2 separate regions of the Zea mays genome follow, and region 1 is linked to region 2. The links are chromatin contacts, called in public Hi-C maps. All regions are on one chromosome and are shown on one strand. The core of a region is the stretch at or near the end of the contact, and the rest is flanking DNA. Distances in the headings are between cores, read along the strand shown. Region 1 holds the start of LOC100280596 (mitochondrial NADH ubiquinone oxidoreductase 13kD-like subunit). Region 2 holds the start of LOC100502388 (MOB kinase activator-like 1B).

Region 1 (6,947 bases), core at 2,912-5,411, 290 kb before region 2:
GAAGAATATTGTAAAGGAAGTCAAAAATATTGATTCCGAGTATTTGTACATAAAAGGACACCTTTTGCTTAATATCTCAACTTCTTGTTGTTTAAGAGCTGCTACTTGTAGTTCGAGCTCAAAGTCCGGTAATTTGATTTTCATCTATGCACTATATTGTTGGCTGCCAAATTGTAGCCATGTTTGTGTCCAATTTCATGGCCAAGACACCAATGTTTGTCATTTTTTAAACATAATGATCCAACCCGCAAAATATTAGATATTTTTTTGTAAAATAGGAAGGTGGGGAACGCTACCGGCTTGGCCTTGGAGGAGATGTCGAAGTCGTCGAAGCTCTTGCAGGCTTTCCTGTCAGTGTCTGCCAGAGATGAATAAATCGAGTACCAACAAAAGACAAAGAAACCCACCAAAAACAGGAATCCACTGAACGAACAAACCGAATCACTGAAGTGTAAACATGTAGATTGGGGGCGACACTCACCGGATGATGGCAGCAAACACAGGCGGGAGGTCCTCAAGAAACACGAGGTTTGGAGGCGACAACCTTCTTATACACTGACAGGCGAGGCGGGCAGGCATGGTTGTTCAAAGCATGCGTGCAGCGGATGAGGAGGTCGCGGGTTGATTGGAGGTAGGCCGACACGATTGTTCGTGGCATGTGCGGAGCTGGAGGTCTCAGCAGGCGGTTGTTGGCGCGGTCGCGTCTTTCATAGAGGGAGCGTACATGACATGGGAATGTGTAGAATCATGGACACGTGTCCACCGCATATGGGCCCGCTATGGAATCTGGCCCACATGTCAGCGACTCTCGATGGCCCACAGCACTGCCGAGGATGTTTGCCGGCTAAGGCTGTCTTCAGCAACGTCCTCTAAATTTCATCCTCTAAAGGAATATTTTCTGTCCTTTACATCACACTCTAAAAATTTCCGAACTCTATGTCTTCATCATCTCCAGCAACGTTCTCTAAATTTCATGCTCTATATCTCATTCTCCATATTTTCACCAATCATATTAATAAAAATGGTTGCACCATTTTTTTAACCGGATCAAATTACACAGATTATAAATTATGGTATAGGTACGAATATTTTTGTAACCAAAGTTTTTTTAATATTCATTTACAAGTTGCAAATTGTGTGTTATATACACAAGAATAATTTCTTTAAAAAACAAGGCTTCCAAATATCTCCACCACGTCATCTCTTCACAGACGACCAGCTTGCAACGCCCAGCAAGAAGCTTCTGAGGGAGCGCTGGAGAGAACGAACGACTGAACGTGCGAGTGAACAGTTGATATATAGCGCATGGTCGCCTGTACTCCAAATGTAGCGGACGAGGAACACATGCTATATTTTAGCAGATGCTTTAGCGGTTGTTGCTGGGGCTATACCAGACGTCTAAATCCTCTACATTTAGAGTACATGGTGCTTTACCGTCTCTTGTTGGAGACAGCCTAAGCACGCGTACTCTCTTCGTGTCTATCTTATGGGCTTATGGCAATGGAGTACGTACGCGGTAAGGAGATGCTTTTGAAACAGACCCAGGTATCCGCATCACCACGGTGTAGATTGGCACAGCGTGCAGAATAATCAACCGTGAACAACTTGCCGCTGTACTCCTGTCACACAGTCTAATTAAGGTGTTCAGAGTTCTGATCTTCTATCTGTTAAATAAATACTGTGCTATCTCCTGCACTGCTGAAACATCAGCAAATGGGCCGGGGCATCTGTCAGAATGATCAGGAATCAGAACACATCGCCATCGTCTTTATTTTTTATTTACAGTTGCTTGTCGAACTTCCAAATTCCGCCGACAAAAATCACAGCGCAGCCCTGCACGTATGCTCATTGTAAATGACCATGCATGGTACGTGTAAGGCCGGTTTTGACCAGGTTGTGGACCTGGAGCGGACTTGTTTGTTTTTCTCTTAATTCATATGTTGGGTGAGATTGGATGAGTTTAAATGCTAAATAAGTCAAAAAATTTTTATATAATTTTAGAGTAAAATGGACCGGAAACCAGAGATCCTTCAGAGCGTGCAACACACGGACGACCACACGCACTATCATGGCTAGATTATAGTTACTGCGGCTCCAAATTAAACACATGTATCATGCATGCTTAACTGCGTGAATACTCGTTGTAAAATATGACGAGCAGCGCAAAAAGGTTTTTGGCTAGCGTTGCATGCTCCATCGTCAGGCTGTGCAGCACAAACCATGCATTTACTGATTAGATTATGGTTAGTACAGTACGTCCACATTGTTGACGGTATCTTGGTTGGAGAAACATTCGTTGTCATTATCTGTGATTTGCGAACAGGGTAGCCGCGGCCGGTATGGTAGTGTTTAGATGAAGTGACGAGGAAGGATGAAGAGAGATGAGATAAGATCATTCTAACTTGACCCGCGTTTTGTTTGAAGATCCAGAGTCAGCGTCAAGAGATATTCTTCAAAAATGATGGATGCGATCATTTCTCAAAAAATAAAAAAAATAAGGAATGAGATCAGTCCAGAGTTGATCTCATTCCATCCCATTCCCGTTGACACCAAACCAAACACTAACACACAGCATAGAGCAGTGCGTCTGATGTCGATCGAGCTCTTAATCAGCTCAAGCAAGGGCGGCTAGCTAGCGAGACATCCCGTCCCATCCCGTCAGTGCTCAACCATGAGGCGAGTGAAGCACGCACCCCGAGCGAAAACCTCTCAAAGTTGTGAGTGAGTGATTAAACAAGGCCAATAATACATGCATACAATTAATCAAGCATCATGCATGCACCTACAGGGAAATTAAGGAAGAAATAATATATAGGAAAAAGATCGTTTGGTTGTTGCTCCACAGTACTGCCGCTGAAGAAGATACCGGTATCGATACCAGTGATGTTACATGACAGCCACTGCACATCACTCCCTCAGACAACACTCCACGGCTGTGTGGGCCACGCCCTTGCAAGAAGGACTCCCCAGCTACCGACTTTGTCACCGGAAAGATGCCCAGAAGATCCGCCTCAATAATGCATGCAGGTGAGAGACACAAGCAAGCACGCATGGCGGGAGCTAGAGAAAATACCAAAATAATAAAAAAAAAACACCGGTTTCTCTTGTATAAACATGAGTTTTCACTTTTATCGTACCCCTCGCATTTAAATGGTAAAAAAACTAAAGTTATATACAAATGGAGATTCAAACTATAGTCGTTGGCTCTGAACCCCACGTTGACACCTTGCCTAGACAACAAAACACACAGTCAATCATAGATAGAAACCGCGGCCATGCATTAATATGAACACTTTTTGTGAATGCTTTAGTCGTGTCGTGTCGGTCCTTAAACACCAGCAAACCTATCAGGATGTGTTAAACAACTGTGATGCATGCGCGGCTACTGAATCGCCGACGATCCACCCACCGATAATTAGGCTGCACCAACCGGGGTCTAAATTAATCTGCGCGCGCATTAGGGGCAGGGTCCGGCGGCGCAACAGAACAAGATCTGCCAGGAGCTAGCTAGAAGGCCACAACCATGGCTAGCTACTTGCTGCTTGATGATGGAGCCACGGCACGGCCAAACAGAAGCCATTAATCAATAAATCAATTCATTCCATTTCCTGTGAATGTACGTCTCGTTTTCTTGTGACAAAAGAATAGCTCTACTACCATTTAATTCGGTGTCCCACGCGACCCCGTGATATTTATTTCCTATAAGTCGGGAAATTGGATGTCTCTATAAAACTCTTTAATACAAACTTTTTAATAAAAATGTGTGCGTGTGGTGTCCTCCTTAAAACAAACTGTCCACGAAATGTAACATAAATAAATAAATAGAAAGAGAGATGTTGTATTTGAGGAAAGAAACAAACCGGGGGGTGCCCATCACCACAGCTGGCCCAGCCCATGCCACCACACGTCCACACCTGGTCATGGACCAGTGTACTGGGACACTTGACCTACTGTTGCCGTATACTGTACTGTATACTGTATACGTATTGTATGTACTGCTACGCTTCACTTGGACTTGGATGCGCTCTTCTCCTTCCTTCCGGGGACGCCATCACATGGACTTGTATTTGGGTCATGAGTCATGACAGATTAGTAGCTCAGCATGACAGCCCATACCACAAGTTGGGCCACAACGGGCCGGGCTTTAATCCCGTAGGTGCATCTAAAAGTCCTCGTCTTTCTCTTTGTTCTTTCCCGAATTCCCCAGGGTACGGTCCACTTCGCTCGCAACCTTCCCCAGCCATGGCGACCGCGACGCGGAGGCTGCTCCCCGCGCTCCTCAGGACCCTAGCTCCAGCCGGCGCGCGCGGCCTCTCCACCGAGAAGGCTGTTGGCGCAGCCGCCGTCGTCGGCAGCCACACCGCTAAGTGGATGCAGGTATATGTATACATATACCCCTCCCCTCACCGTAGCCTCGACCTCTAGATCCCGATCCGCCTCGGCCTCGCGAACCCAGAGAATGTCCCTGCCCGAATCGGCGGGGAAGACCGCGCCTTTAAGGTTCCGCGTGTGGTTATGCTCGGTGTGAGCCGCGCTTGTTAACTTCACTGCCCCTTTCTAGTTTAGGTCGTCCTTGATGTTGTCGAGACATCTTGAATTGGCGTGATGAGTCCTGATCATCGGGCTTCTAGGTGCTTGTTCCATGTCGACGTTTCTGTCTCTTCTTTGTTAGATGTGCAGGTCTTGTCTTTTAGATTTACCAGGCACCATTATATTGCTAGAGTATGCGAACCCCTGATAGATCATAGTTATCACAATTTCTTGATCATCATTGGTAAACTAAGTATGCTTTGATGCTCATGCAATGGTTTACTGCAGTAGTTGGCTAGCAGCATTGCGAACGGGCTACAGGATCATGTTTAGGGATGAAAACGGTTTCGAAATTTTTCGGAATTCCGGAAACCGATTTCGAAATTTTTCGATCGGATTCATCGGTAACGGTATTTTTCGAAAACGGAATCGGTTTTCGGAATTTTCTATCGGAATCGGTATCGGAATCGGCGTAGTGTTTTACCGACCGTTTCCATCGGTTACCGGTTTTTGTCGGAAATTACCGGATTTATGTCTCGGAAATTTCCGGAATTGTGTCTCGGAATTTTTTTCGGAATTTTCCAGCATGTGATTTTTTCGCATCGCCTGTACATCTCTGGATAAGGATTACTTATTTTTGTATTTTTTGGACGCTTTAAGATTTTTTGGGGTTAGATGGTGTTGGAAGGTAGTTGAGATTAACGATTTGGTCTCTCGAACGAATCCACCATTTTCTATGCACATGTTATGTATTAGTAATATATAATGATAGAGAGCCGACAGTCTGTCTTTTCCACACATTAGATTTTAGGGTTTTCCTGTGAGGCTGTGAAAAACCCTTTATGTAAGGAAAAAATATTTCATGAGTAAGCATGCCACGTCAACTAAATCGAGTGGATATTGTGAATTATGAACTTTGAGTATGTTAACTTGTGATCTTTATGAACTTGTTATACTGTGAACTTGTTATATTGTGAACTTGTGATCTTTGTAAACTTTTTATATTATAAATTTGTGATCCTTGTGAACTTGTTATATCATGAATTGTGAACTTGTGGTATTTGTGATGTTTTGTCAATTTTGTTTTATTGTGAAGTTTGATATGTTTACCGATCGTATTTTAGATTTCGACCGTTACAGGTGTATTTTCCGCACCGAACTTTCGTTTCCGATGTTTCCGAAATACCGATATCGTTTCCGTTTCCGGAGTTACCGTTTTCGATTTTGTTTCCGATAAAAAATATGAAAACGGTAATGGTTTTAGTGTTTACCGACCGTTTCTGACCGTTTTCATCCCTAATCATGTTAGTGACTTGCAGTTCTGGCAGACACAGCTTCTATATGATATTTTGTTTATCGTGCCTTGTCCACCTAGCTATGTGCCTTCAAGGAGCTGGAAATGGAGTCAATGGTTTTTTTCCCTGCAGTACCTATAAGCTTAACATGTAGTGGGTGCACTTTTAGGTAATAAGCACTGTTTTTTTATAGTTACGGAATATATTTTGTATAGGTTTGCAGAATTCAGTTATGCTTGGTTTAGGTTTAAGTTTTATTTAGCTGATTTCGAAGGGTGCACCTTTGGGTAATATAAATACTGTTTTCTGAAGTAAGTAATTTATTTTATATAGGTTTGTAGACTTCAGTTATGCTTGGATGAGATTTAGGTTTTATTTAGACGGTTCCTAAGGAAGCTATCATCTTGATGCAATGTGTCTAGGTTTCAGCTGATGAATGGGAGCTCAACATCAAATGTTTGAACTGCACAGTTTAGTGCCACATGTTTAAGATGTCCTGTAGGTTATTATATTTTTGTGTGTTGGGATGAGTTTCCATTGTTGATCACATGAAACAAGTTTTTGGAAAGCTTGGTGGTTGTTGCAGAGCAAGCCGGTTCTCAACATGTCTCTCATATTTTGTTTTTTTCATTTAGTATTATGATGACTTAACATCAAGCACTATCCTGAATGCTGAATGTTCCTGACATGATTTATTGAGTGGAGTAAAGACCAAAGTTTCTTGGTAGTAAAAACAAAATGACTACTGGAAATGATTTATTAATTCTGTAGTTTTCAATAAATATCCTTGAAACTTGGAACTACCTCAGGATTTGTGGATAGCATCAGTTATTTGTTCTTGTTTGTATTGGAAAGTAAAACCAGGATTTCAACCTCAGGCCAGGCACACATGAGAAGAGTCTTGCCACCTGACTACCTGAGTCCTCATTCAGTTTATCATTGAGAGACCGTGATAAAGTTTTTTCTTTTTGGTTGCTATGATGTGTGCTGAGTTGCAAACCTTTTCTCTTTTTCTCCCTTTTCATATGGATCACTTTTCTTCCCAACTTATTTTTCTTTCATTAATTTTATTTGTTTTAGGACACGAGCAAGAAGTCGCCAATGGAACTGATCAACGAGGTA
Region 2 (7,003 bases), core at 1,533-4,032:
GACGCGAGTTCGCAGCTAGCTTCCTAACACGCTTAGGCTTCCTCGAAAGAGGCAGCCACCATAATAACCCTATGGGGTCAAGGTATATTCAACTTGAGGTAGGTGTAATTGGGAATCGTCATGAATTGGATGTAGCATGGTCTCCCAAATAGGATGTTTTAAGCTCCAGGGATGTCCATCACCTCGAAGCGCAGCAGCTCGGTGTGAAAATTGGAGGGGGCGTCGAACGTAACTGGTAGTGTGATTCACCCGAGCGGGTGAATCCCTCTGTCGAGCGTGACGCCGTGGATTGGCTTCGTGCTTGGGTGCAGCGCGGAGCCCGAGATCCCCATGCGGTTGAGGGTCTCAACGTATAGGACATTAAGGTCTCTTCCTCCGTCCATGAGAACTTTGGAGAGTCGTTTTGTGCCCACGGTCGGCTCACTACGGTGGGGGTGGGTTCCAGGGTGTGGGACCCTGCCCGGGTGTTTACGTCGTCGAAGATGATCGGTAGCTCCAACCACTAGAGATATCGAGGGGTGGCGAGTTGTGTCGCGTACACCTCGCAGCCTTCGTGTCGGCGCTTGTTGTCGGGCGCCAGATGGCGGTCGTCTCCAACCACGTCTCCCGAGGAAGGCATTTCTCCCGCTTCGGTGTTACCCATGGTCCAGCGTGAGCTCCGCCCTGGGGCGGCGTCCCTCCTCTCGCAATGTCACCTCTCCACCCCACCTTTTGTGGGGCATGCGGGTCTTATGCGCTTGATGTCGGTCAGTGGCAGTGGCATATAAGTCAAAAGAACCGAACTTGATGCTGCTCCAGGGGGCAAAGGCTTCGACCCCAGCAGGTGCTGATGAACTAGCCATCAGAGTGAATAAAAGTCGCTTAGGAAGCTCGCGGTCCCCTACCTGGCGCGTCAACTGTCGTGATTTTGGAAACCGGGGGACAATAGATTTGTGTCCAGTGGGGATGTAAGCGTGGACTCACTCTGAATGGTGGATCACATGGATCCGAGCGAAGAACGGAGACACATGGGTTATTCTGGTTTAGTCTTTCGCTCTAGTCTAGTATAGTGCTGATCAAAGTATTGCTTAGAGGCATGTTACTCTAGCTGTGCTTGTGTCCAAACAGAGGGAGAGAGACTCCCTTTTATACTTTAATGGACGATCCTTACATGAGAGAGAGGGAGAGCGAGTTCTGTAGCTAATGCCTTACACGGTAGTGCACGACGAGCCTCCTTGAGTCAGTCTCGAGGCGTGGTTGCATTTGACAAAGACCAAACTTTAGAAGAAAAAAAAACTAACCACCCCGCTGTGCCAGAACGTTGGATGACCATCAACCAAGTTTGCTATAGTAGAAAACATGAGATACGATTAAGGTGTCAAAAGACTCTAAATTTAGATTATAAAATTTAAAAATCAGATTGAATTAAGATTAGATTCTATTCCTATTTATTTTTGAACAAAATCAATTAAAAGCTAAATAAATAGTAAAGAAACGTTTGAATAACGATTCGTTAACGTTTAGGTACGAACCGTACGATATACGACACATATGCACCTCGGCTACCGTGCACCACGAGTGTTGCCACATACTTCAGTGGGAGGGAGACCGAAGAGCGTAGTATAGTTAGAAATGGTAACGAGTATCATGATTCGATAATTGATGGGTATTTATCTTATTAGAGTATATGTGTGAGCTAAATATTCTATTATAGATTTTTACTGGACAAAAACCTTACCCAAAAAGAAAACGAGTATCAGAACATTCTGCCCTCACTCATGCTTGTTAACCCGTGAGTATAAAATATCCAATATAAACCTGCCCAAAAACATAAACTTGAGCATTTGGCCTAGACCAAAATAAATGAAACCCTAGTTATATAATCTCTAAGCAGATTTTATAGTTGTTTATTGCGCAATTATGTAATTAGATATTATTTCTATAGATCTGAGCACAATCCTAGAGCATCGTGTGTCTATAATGTTAGAAATCAAATGGTGTGATGCTTAAGTATAGCACATGGTTTATTTAAATTTGACGTTTAATAACTATTAAACTGATATTTTTTAGGGTTCATTATATTTATAAAATGATATTTATCACATATGATATATGTCTAATCTTTGTGGGTACGAGTGACTCGACAGGTGACACATACCTACATGAATATGTATATAGGGGTAAATCTATACCCATAAGTGAATATGGATGATCCCGCGGATTATTTTTCTTTATCGTGGGTATGAGTATTGGATACTAAGAGCAAGTACAATAATGGGCTCTAAGTCTGCTTATATAGTATTTTTGCTTATGTGGAAGAGAGAGACATCAAAAAATAAAGAGAGTGGACACTTGTGCAAGAACTAGATGCTACAAGCTTCAAGAAAAAGATAAAAGAGACAAGAGATAAGAGATTTATCTAAGAGCTAACTGTAAAGTTAGCTTTATTATATGAGTGTGTTTATCGTTAGCTTTAGATAATATAGTAAAAAGTTAGACCCAACAATAGACTCTGTTGTTAAACTTGTTCTCGACTTCGACACGACACGGCCGCAGACGATAGCTGGGTGATCTGACTTCTGACCCGGTGGGGCCCGGGGCATGATGGATCATGGATTCCAGCCAGGCGCCCGGCTCCATCCGCCGCGCGTTCTGCCGCGCCTCGCTGTGCCGGCCCACGCCGCCTCTGACGAGTGAGCCCAATCATTTCGCATCTGGCTCTCGCAGGCGGCAGGTCGCAGAGCAGCCCAGCCCCAGACCCACCTCGTCCGCTTCGTCCTCTCGTCTCCTCGCACTCGCTAGCTGACGCTGCGTGCGCCAAAAGCAGCACTGCAGCAGCAGGTCCAGCCGTCGCCCCCACTTCCCACCACTGCCACGCGCGCGCCGGATCGAGGGAGGGCACGCAGACGCGGAGGAGGGAGGATGAGTCTCTTCGGGCTTGGACGGTGAGCGCTCGCGGGATCTCGATCGTATTGTAGTATTGTACACGTACTTCGCTCTGCACCCTTTGCTTTATTATTCCTTGTCCCCGGCTCGTCGCCCGTGGGTTCGGGACCGCGGGATCCAGGCCCGCTGATGGAACTGAGATCTCGCGCGGGGTTTCGTTCATGGGATCGGGGAATTCCCCTGCTTGATCCGCTGCTCGAGCTGAGTGAGTGGTTGTGGCTCTCTTCTGACGGCCCTAATTAGTAATTCTGCGTAGCAACCAGTGCCACTGGGGAGTTCTGCTCCGCTCTGCTCAGACCTTGTTTCTTCACCTTGATTTTGGATTTGTCTCGGCGTTTTTTTTTTTACCCAACGTCAGATCATGCTGAGCCGAGTTTGGCGGGCTCAGCCTGCTTGGCTTATTCGTTACTGAGGGACTACGCTGATTTTAGCTTCTGATGCAACAACCATGCTGATCAGTGTTTTTTATTCTTTTGGCAGGAACCAGAAGACATTCCGCCCCAAGAAGAGCGCTCCATCAGGCAGCAAGGTAACAATTTCGGCTTCCCAGTTCCCTCTTTTAAGTACTGCACGACAGCACGAGTTATTAGATACCTGCCTGCACCTGCGCCACTATTTGGCGTGCTACACATCATGCAAAGTGCGTATCATGCGTGGTGGCCGTTGCTCTGGGCCGTCAATCAAAATCTGAAGCATGACTGCATACGGGAGCAATTTATCTAGGTGTCAATTTATTGCAACATCTAGTGATTCCTGTGGCCGTACTACATCCAGGATTTTAATCAGTTCTCATGAACTGTTTAGAGGGCATGCAGGTGCGGGCTATGCTTGTCACTGAAAAGTATGTGCAATTAGTCTTGTTAGAACTTTGAGTTAACTTCAGTAGTATGAATTGGTGATGGATCTTATCAGTGTTCTGGAAGTAGACAGGCTTTAAGTTATCTGTTTTGCTTTTAGCCTTTTTGTTCTGGCTATGTCCAGAACTAAAGATATCTTGCGTGGCTGACACTCTTGTTGGCTATCTCGCCAAGAGCTCTGTTTATTGTTGAACATTTGTTAACATAAGGGACTCAACAGTTTTGTTGGATTGCTTTATTCTTCCATCTATTCCAAGACACTATGCGCTAAACATCTTGAAACACTGCTAACGGGATTCCTTTTGTTGCTTATCACGTGTCAATTAAATCCATTACAAAAACACTTTCAGTGAAAGGTCTAATGAACGTTGTCCCACATCTATAAAAAAAACTCGATCTGCGGAAGGTAAGACAGCCCTCGGTCATTAAGAAGAAGACCTTCTCACGCAGGTCAAGAAAACCCCTGAACCCCTGCCCCACCTATACACAGCGGCACCATAGCCCATGTGAGAACACGACCAGGACCGGGCCTTAGACCTATGCTTTGACGTGGGACAGACGAGGGGATTTTTTAACCACAGCCTGAAATTCGCTCCCACGAGGAGTCGAACCTAGGACCTGAGTAGTGCTACTGAGACCACCTAACTAACTTGGCTAGAGGCCCTTCCGTTTGTCCCACATCTATGGCGGTAGTATTTATATACCCAGTGAATCCTTTGTGAAACCAGGCAGGATGCTTATTTAACATTGGATGGTGTTAATCAAAGACTTGCAGCAGTTATTTCTAGCAACGTTTAATGTTCAGTACATGTCGTGGCTCTAAAATTGCCTGTATGAAGGCAAACTTTCTAGGTTTTCCTATACACTGTCTTCAGATCTTGCATGTTTTATTTGCCACTTGAAATAAGCACAGACATTGAGTCATAATTACATTGCGAATAATGTGATGCATAACTTGATATTTTCTTTCTGTCTGCAGGGAGCACAGCTCCGTAAGCACATAGATGCCACTCTCGGCAGTGGAAACCTTAGGGAAGCTGTGAGGTTGCCTCCTGGAGAGGATATCAATGAATGGCTTGCTGTGAATAGTAATGTTCTTCCCTTCTGTTTTCAGTTTTCACCTAACTTGGATATTCCATTGAAGCTAATATGTTTGCTTTGTTTTGTAGCCGTGGATTTCTTTAACCAAGTTAATATGCTGTATGGCACGCTCACAGAATTCTGCACACCTGAGAGCTGCCCAACAATGACAGCTGGCCCAAAGTAAGCCTTTACATACATTCTATCCTTCTGGATTGTTAAAATACAAAATGGTGAAAATTTATCCAAAACGTTTATCAGTAACTAGTTGATTTGCATAATTGTAATTTTGCTTATGGTGAACTGTTTCACCAAGGCTGCTATTCAATGATGACTCTGTCTCCTAGCTAAGTTGGTATTTGCTATTATATCTAGCTACTCATAGCGAACTATATCAACAGTTTTTGAAAACCAATTAGTCTCTTGCTGTAGAAGCTATACATAACTATCAATTGTTAGGGTGTCAAAGCTTAGGAATACAGCTCAAAATTTAAATATTAGTGTACCTAAAACATGTATGCCTCATGGTTACCTTTTCTTAATTGTGCTTGCATTTCCCTGCAATGCAAGGCCACAGTCGTTTTCACATGCTGCTCTAGTGTATTTTGAACCTTGGTAGTTTATAGTCAAGGTTATGCTTCTTTTTCCGAGAAGAAAATTTTCGAAAAGGACTTTGTTTGTGGCCATGCTTTTTATAGTGCTAAGCATTTAACAAGTTAGTGTTTTGTCATATAACTTCATCTGTTATAAATTGGTGCCCATAATCCTGTGATGCATATTTTTGGAAATTAGTTTATATTTAGATCATATCATGACAGAACAATCATGAGGTTTATGCAGGTATGAGTACAGATGGGCTGATGGTGTGCAGATAAAGAAACCCATAGAGGTATCAGCACCAAAATATATGGAGTATCTGATGGATTGGATTGAAGGCCAGCTTGACGATGAATCCATATTTCCTCAAAAACTTGGTATGTTGCTTTTTTGTGGATTTATGGAGCTCTCTCGGTTTCTTGAGAACACCTGGTATCTGATGCAATCGAGCATGTTATCTGATTCGGATTTTGTTTCCCCTTTGTCAAGGCACACCATTCCCACCAAACTTCAAGGAAGTAGTGAAGACGATATTCAAGCGCTTGTTTCGTGTTTATGCCCACATATACCACTCGCATTTCCAGAAGATTGTTAGCCTTAAAGAGGAGGCCCATCTCAATACCTGTTTCAAGCACTTCATTCTGTTTACAAATGTAGGTCCCATCAATCATGGCAATTGCTTTTCATACAACACAATTACATATTTGCATTCTTGGCCAAGAAAAAAAGAAAATGGCAGCAGTTAACGTCCTTTGGTATTTTTGTGCTGCAGGAGTTTGGCCTGATTGACAAGAAGGAGCTGGCTCCACTCCAGGAGCTCATTGAATCCATCATCGTTCCTTACTGAGACTACGGTGTAGTAAACGTGGATATAGAGCTCTCAGTGCAGATGGCTGTGAAGTGTCCATCCGTGACAGAACTTCACTGCATAGAGCTATATGTGCATGTACCTGTGTGTTTCTAAATGATCATGTATTGGCCATGTAAGTGTGCCTGTTATCAGTTATAGAAGGGTGATGATGATCATGTACTGCAAAAAGAGAAAGCACAAGAATGTGTTGGATTGATGTATGCAGTGTTTATTTTCCTCCTGGTTGTGGAACCGTCAGTTTGTCTGCTTATTGCTAGACATTCTCTCCGTTCTATAAATTGTAGGTCGTTTTAATTTTGCTCCAACTTTGATCAAGTTTACATGCAAATATTTCGACATGCAAAACCAAATAAATGTATTGTCAATGCTCAAACGATTTAATGTAACTACTCTCATGTACTAGATGTTTGATCGAATCCTTTATAAATTTAGTCAAAGTTAAACTAGTTTATTTGTGTTTTATTAAAAATCTGGTATGTACCAAGAGTTTAGCGATTTATTTAGTATATAAAGTATTGTGCTGTGATATTCATTGACGATATGGACCTATGTACATTATTCTTAATGTATATAATTTGAATCTAATCTAACTATTCCTTGAAAACCGGGGGTAATAGGTTCCGTTTTTTAACAGCAGCTGGGAAGGTTGAAAGCCAAGAAGGCAACGGCAATT

The links. A called contact is a pair of places that touch in the nucleus more often than the background predicts.
Region 1: a Hi-C map of bundle sheath shows a contact between it and region 2, with 4 times the contacts expected there. The contact joins the promoter of LOC100280596 here to the promoter of LOC100502388 in region 2. A contact is called at or near these places in 2 of 25 Hi-C or Micro-C datasets (bundle sheath and endosperm).

What each region holds. Positions count from the first base shown.
Region 1 is chr4:33,076,133-33,083,079 of Zm-B73-REFERENCE-NAM-5.0, reverse strand. It overlaps LOC100280596 (mitochondrial NADH ubiquinone oxidoreductase 13kD-like subunit), which reads left to right and starts at 4,161. Exons shown (of 3, transcript NM_001153515.1): 1 at 4,161-4,377; 2 at 6,906-6,947. The coding sequence starts at 4,243. LOC109946012 (a long non-coding RNA gene) reads right to left here and starts at 648. Exons shown (of 3, transcript XR_002269054.1): 1 at 482-648; 2 at 1-348.
Region 2 is chr4:32,785,494-32,792,496 of Zm-B73-REFERENCE-NAM-5.0, reverse strand. It overlaps LOC100502388 (MOB kinase activator-like 1B), which reads left to right and starts at 2,782. Exons shown (of 7, transcript NM_001196866.1): 1 at 2,782-2,924; 2 at 3,406-3,454; 3 at 4,762-4,870; 4 at 4,952-5,045; 5 at 5,703-5,836; 6 at 5,949-6,112; 7 at 6,232-6,603. The coding sequence starts at 2,902. The coding sequence ends at 6,306.